Linked DNA regions of Mus musculus: region 2 is linked to region 1. A link is a contact called in public HiChIP or PLAC-seq data. All regions are on one chromosome and are shown on one strand. Each heading gives the region's core, a stretch centred on a gene start, on an enhancer-like site or on the middle of the called end of the contact. The rest is flanking DNA. Distances are from core to core; before and after follow the strand shown. Region 1 has its middle 5.7 kb from the start of Gm32640. Region 2 overlaps Polk (polymerase (DNA directed), kappa).

The links. HiChIP or PLAC-seq counts read pairs in DNA pulled down with a chosen protein or histone mark.
Region 2: a contact with region 1 is called in an HNF4G HiChIP or PLAC-seq map of pancreatic cancer cells. The contact joins two enhancer-like sites. A contact is called at or near these places in 1 of 115 datasets of contacts at active chromatin or transcription factors (pancreatic cancer cells) and 1 of 9 other capture datasets (liver).

Annotation. Positions count from the first base shown.
Region 1 is chr13:95,552,955-95,556,117 of GRCm38.p6, reverse strand. No RefSeq gene overlaps it. Among named protein-coding and RNA genes, the nearest start is that of Gm32640, 5.7 kb to the right of the region's middle. Within about 2 kb of position 1,872, at least 52 of the 459 cell types and tissues checked have an H3K27ac peak or open chromatin away from gene starts, as enhancers often do. A contact at or near this core is called in pancreatic cancer cells, where this site is marked.
Region 2 is chr13:96,520,717-96,523,643 of GRCm38.p6, reverse strand. All of the region lies in intron 1 of Polk (polymerase (DNA directed), kappa), which reads left to right. Among named protein-coding and RNA genes, the nearest start is that of Polk, 20 kb to the left of the region's middle. Within about 2 kb of position 1,598, at least 4 of the 459 cell types and tissues checked have an H3K27ac peak or open chromatin away from gene starts, as enhancers often do. A contact at or near this core is called in pancreatic cancer cells, where this site is marked.

The DNA.
Region 1 (3,163 bases), core at 623-3,122:
TTTAGTGCCCAACTTCTCAGTGTATGCGTCTCCACTAGGGGGTTAAAGGGGAGCTCTGGACATGGCACTGCAATTGGGAACACTGGTTGATCTTCCGGAAGGCTCAGGTTCAATGCTCAGCTCCAACACAGTGGCTAACAACTGCCTGTAACTCCAGGCTCAGAGGGTCTGGCACTGTCCTCTGCTCTCCATGAGCACTTGGCAAGCGTGTGATACACAGACGTATATTCGGGCCAAACACTTGTACACATTAAAAACAAAAATATTTAAAAAAAAAAAAAAGGAGTAAGAATCAGGAAGCAGGAGAAAGACACAGAGAGAACATTTTCCTGGGTTCTCAGTTTTGCCCTCTGGATCTCCCAATAAAAGACCATCACCTGTTTGAAGAACGACTGCTCCAATAGAGCATCCTAGCTGCAGCACCACTGATGCTCTTTTCAAGAGACAGTTGTGGGCTGGAGAAGTGGCTCAGTGGTTAAGAGCACAGACTGCTCGCTGGGCGGGGTGATGGTGCACGCCTTTAATCCCAGCACTCGGGAGGCAGAGGCAGGAGGATTTCTGAGTTCGAGGCCAGCCTGGTCTACAGAGTGAGTTCCAGGACAGCCAGGGCTATACAGAGAAACCCTGTCTCGAAAAATCAAAAACAAAACAAAACAAAACACTGACTGCTCTTCCAGAGGTCCTGAGTTCATTTCCCAGCAACCAACCACATGGTGGCTCACAGCCATCAGTAATGGGATCTGATGCCCTTTTCTGACACGCAGGTGTACATTCAGATAGAGCACTCATATATATAAATGCATCAATCAATCAGTCTTTAAAGAGACAATTGTTTGAGTTCAACTTTGTGTACCTCGGGATGCTTAGCAGCATCAGTGGTGTGCCAGCCCAGCTCTGCCCCTAGTTGTGATAAGAAAGAAAAGGGAGGGAAAGAGGAGAAAAGAAAATATCCAAATATTACCAATGCCCCTGACAGGGTCAAAATGTCCCCAGTCAATGCTCATTAACTCCGCCTTCCTTACCTTTGTCTCATCCCGGAGCCCTACCAGCCACTCTAAATTCTGGGGGGTTAGGTTTCTGTAATAGTTAGCCTTGATTGTAGGTTTGTGCAAATCTAGAGTCAACTAAAACGCAACCTACTAGGCACTCCTTTGAGGGATTTTCTTGAGCAGATTCATTGAAGCAGGAAGTCCCACCCTCTGGTGGCGGCCCAGGTGTAAGGACATGGGAAAAGGAAACTGCTCTTTGACTGTCACCTCCATCCCTCCCGGCAAGATCATCTGTGACGTTCCTTCGTTCCTTCATCGAGACTAGAACCAGCATCTCTGAGGATTCCAGCACAGACAGAAGAGCAGCAGCAGCACTTCACAAATCTTCCAGAGCTTCCGGGCCCCACTGGGGCTGCTGAGACATCCCGCCTCTACCAGACTCTCAACCTCTCCTGAGTCAAACAGCCACTGTTGGATTACCAAGAACATTATCTTGGAAACCAGGCTAATAAACCATCTTTTTAAAGGCTCACTCATTCTATCTTGTCTGCTCCTTCACAGTTTTTCATATGCAAATCTGGGGGCAAGCGATCCAGACATTTACACTAGAGTGAAATGTTATAGAACTGAGGATTCTAATCAATAACCGGACCCAAAGAGCTGGCAGCAGGCACTTTGACCTGCACTGACACAGTCTATCCCAACAAATCCTTCCCGTCTTCCAGGTGGGGAAACACAGCTCAATGACTATTTGGTAAGCTGCAGTGCAGGAACAGAAATTCAGTGTCATTTCCAAACAGCAGCGCTCTCCCACTGCAGGGCACACAGAACTGTTCCATTCACCTCGTGATCAGTGATCGCTGACAGTTGATTAAGCCAAAGGACAGCTATCATCCTGTATTTGGCTTTCAGGTTGCCCCAGGGCAAATGAATTGGACTCAGGCCTGGAAGAGGGTGAGGCCTGTGGGAATACTTGGCTATGGGGAGTCAGCGGCCAGCCTTGCCGGCCAGCACTTCCCACAGGTATGCTGTGGTATTGACACAAAACCCAGAGGCACACTAGCAATAAGGAAGTCCACGGCTTCCGGGCCACACAGCTGGCAGAGCTAAAGACCACAGGCCAAAGCCAACCACACAGCCATGCTCTGCTACCCAGAGGCACAGTATTCACCAGCAAGCTCGCCAGGCCACTGGCTGCTTCGTGAGGCTCCACCAACATGCTCATGTCATGCTTTTTATGAAACAAGGATTTTCTTTTTTTTTTAAAGATGCAAAGTACAGAACAAGATAGAGAGAAAATGCAAATATTCCTCTCTCCTCTTCACTCTTCCCTGACCACTGCCTTCCTCAGAGAAGGCTGTGTCTAGCTCTTCACAGAACATCCTCTACTACTGGGCACATATCTACCCATTAGAAGCATGCTCGCCTGTACATTGGATTTTTCAGAAAGTGTATAATCATGGCTGTGCTCATTGGCTATGCCTCTCAATATACAGAGGACACAAATTTGGAGATCTCCCTAGTGTAGTTACACAATGCATGTATACCATTGGAAGACACTATTTCAATTATGTTTTTATGAGCAAATGATTTGTCGGTAATTTCCTTGAATCTTCTTCATGTCATGTTGGTCTATTAAGATTACATGAAGGGGCTGGAGAGGTGGCTTAAGAGCATTTGCTGTTCTTGAGAGGACCAGGGTTTGATTCCTACCACCCACATGGCAGCTCACAACTATATACAACTCTAGTTCAGGAGACCCAGTGCTTAGTCCACCCTCTGTGGACACTGCATGTCCCTAGAGGTGCACATACATGTGTGCGGGCAAAGCACTCAGTCACACAAAATAATTTAAAACTATTTTTGATTACATAAAAATTACAAATTAAGTTCACGCCTTTAATCCCAGCATTTAGGTGGGTCTTTGTGAGTTTGAGGCCAGCCTGGTCTACAAAGGAAGTTTGAGGTCAGCCAGGACAGAGAGAAGCCCTGTCTCAAAACAAGCAAAACCAGAAACCTTCAAAAAATGTTTTAAAAATAAATTACAAATTATATGTAAATCTGATTTTGGAAGAGCAAAGGGAGCATTGAAACTCCTTTTCTTGAGTGTTGGGGCTGTAGTTCAGTGGTAGGGCATGTGCTTAGCATGCACGAAGCCCTGGGTTCAATCCTTG
Region 2 (2,927 bases), core at 349-2,848, 970 kb before region 1:
AAACCAAATTTAAGAACATATCAAAATTATTGCCCAGTTGTCTGATCAACTTGGCTTTAACCCAGAGAGCCAGAGATGGTTGAAGATACATAAATCAATATATGTAATATATCACATAAACAGACCAAAAGATAAAAACCACATGATCATCACATTAGATGCAGGAAGGCCTTTGACAAAAATCCATCATGCCTTTATGTTAAAAGTCCTGGAGAAACTAAGGATACAAAGGACACAGCAACACAGCAAGCTATGTTACAGCAATTCCAGAGAGAAACTTCAAGCATTTGTGCTGAAATGAGGACCAAGAGAAGACTGCCCACTCTCTCCACACATATTCAATACAGTACTTGAAGTCTTAGCTAGAGAGCCAACTGAAAGAGACCAGGGAAATACAAATAGAAAAGAAAAAGTCTGTGGTTTTTTATTTGCAGATAATGTGATTCTATACATAAAAGGCATTAAAAAGTCCATCGAGAAATTTCTACTGCTGATAAACACTCAGTAGCAGTATACAAAACACACAAAAGTCAGTAGCTTTCCCATATACAACTGTCAAACTGAGAAAACAGGGAAATAATACCATTCACAATAGCCTCTAAAAATATTTGGGGTAACTCTAATCATGCAAGTGAAAGACTTATATAATAAAAACTTTAAGACATTGAAGAAATAACTTATATACCAGAAGCTGGATAGATTTTTCATGGTCATAGATTGATGGGATTAATGTAATGAAAATGACCATCCTACCAAAAGCAATCTACAGACTCAACACAATTCCATCAATATTCCAACACTTTTCTTCACCACATTGAAAAAACAATTTTCAGATTCATATGGAAACTCAAAAAGTGCAAGATAACTAAAATAATATAACAATTCTGGTTAATAAAATAACTATTAGAAGTAATCACCATCTCCAATCTCAAGTAGGACTACAGAGCTATGTTAATAATAACATCATGGATTGGCATAAAAACAGACATGTTGATTAATGGAATTGAACTGAAGGCTTCAGACTAAAGTCCACACACTTACGGATACTTGATTTTTTTTTTTTAACAAGCCAGAAGTACACACTGAAAAAAAAAAGACAGCATCTTCAGCAAATGGTGCTGTTAAACCAAATGGCTGCATGTAGAAGAATGTGAATAGATCCATATTTATCACCCTGCACAAAATAGTTCCAAATGGGTCAAAGGTCTCAATATAAGGCCCTGATTCTGGTACGAGAGATGGGAAATAGTGTTGAACTCATGACACAGGAAAACTTAACAAGACACTAATAGCACAGGCACTAAAACCAACAATAAATGGAACCTCATAAGACCGAAGAGCTTCTGTATGGCCAAGGACACCATCCATTAGGCAAAGCAGCAAGCTACACATTATGAAAGGTCTATACCAATTACATATCTGAGTGTGTGTGTGTGTCCCAAGTTGATTGTAGAGTACAGAACTAAACAGTTCTCAAAAGATGAAACACAATTGGTTGAGAAGCACTTTAAAAAAACGTTCAACACCCTTAGTCATCAGGGAAATGCAAATCAAAACTACTTTCTGACTCGCACCAGTCCCATTGGCCAAAATCAATAAAACAAATAACAGCTCATACTTGTGAGGATGTGGGGTTGGGGAACTCTTCTTGCTGATGACACACAAACTTGTACAGCCACCGTGAGGATCAATGTGGTGGTTCCTTGGGAATCTGAAAATCATTCCACTTCAAGATCCAGCTAGATCACTCTTGGGCATATATCCAAAGGATCTCTACGTCCAACCCAGAGATACTTACTTGTTCATGGATTTTCTACTCATAATCACCAGAAATTTATGACAGCTAAGCTGTCCATTAATTGATACGCGAATAATGGAATGTACATTTACGGGATGGAATGTTCAGCTTGTTTTAAAAAGTTTTTAAATTTCAGATAAATGGATCAATCTAGAAACCGAGACCCAAAGTGACAAACACTATGTTTTTTCTTATATGTGGATCTTAGCTTTTAAGCTGTCAATGTGTGCTCTACAGTCTGTATATCCACAGAGATTAGGTACCTAGTAAGGGACTGGGGAAAAGAGAGGACCTCCCAGGGAAGAGAATTTAGGGTATATTGTTATAAAGGAACAGTGGTAAGAGGAAGCCCTCCTAGCGTGGTAGGCCTAAATGTGGAGAGGAAAGGAGAAGTGAGGGAGGATGTGGGGGGGGGGGACTGACACTAGAGCCATTTGAGGGGCCATATGGAAACCTACTACTATAGACACTTCTTAAAATATATACATATATGAAAGAAATCAAAATGAAGTCGTCAAGTAAGAGGCAATGCCACAACTAGAATCTTATGCCACCATGTAAAACCTCCCGTCCCCAGAATAGGTTACATCTATTTAAATCGTTGGCCAAAGTGACACCAAAGAAATTGCCAAATATCTCAGGCTATTTCTAAAGCTATTTGTTGTTTTCCAAAACTGTTGGTAATTCCTTACTGCTGATACAGAACTTATATAATTCCATCAAACATGGTAATGTAGAGATGGTGCCTCACTAGAGGCTTCATCCTGAATGCCTCATGTTCATGGTACTGGAAAGTACTCATTCATGCGACTGGAGGAGAGGGGGAACTATCAACCCAGCTACAAACCCTGTAATCTGTAATGGTGATCTGCCAACAAGAGCTGCTGCTGTAATAGTGGCATAAACATTTGGAAGTAACCCACCACTCTGATTGGACTTAAGTACACTCCACGAGATGGCACCTGTGTCTGACAACACTGTGGTGGCCAAGAACCCTAGACTAGATAGGCCCTGGGCCTAATGGAAAAACCAGTATTGCTGTTCAGAACAGTAATAAAAAACAACAGTGGTCTTCAGTTTGTGATCCACAGTTTGAGAACCACTGTTCTAACCATATATTATATAAGGC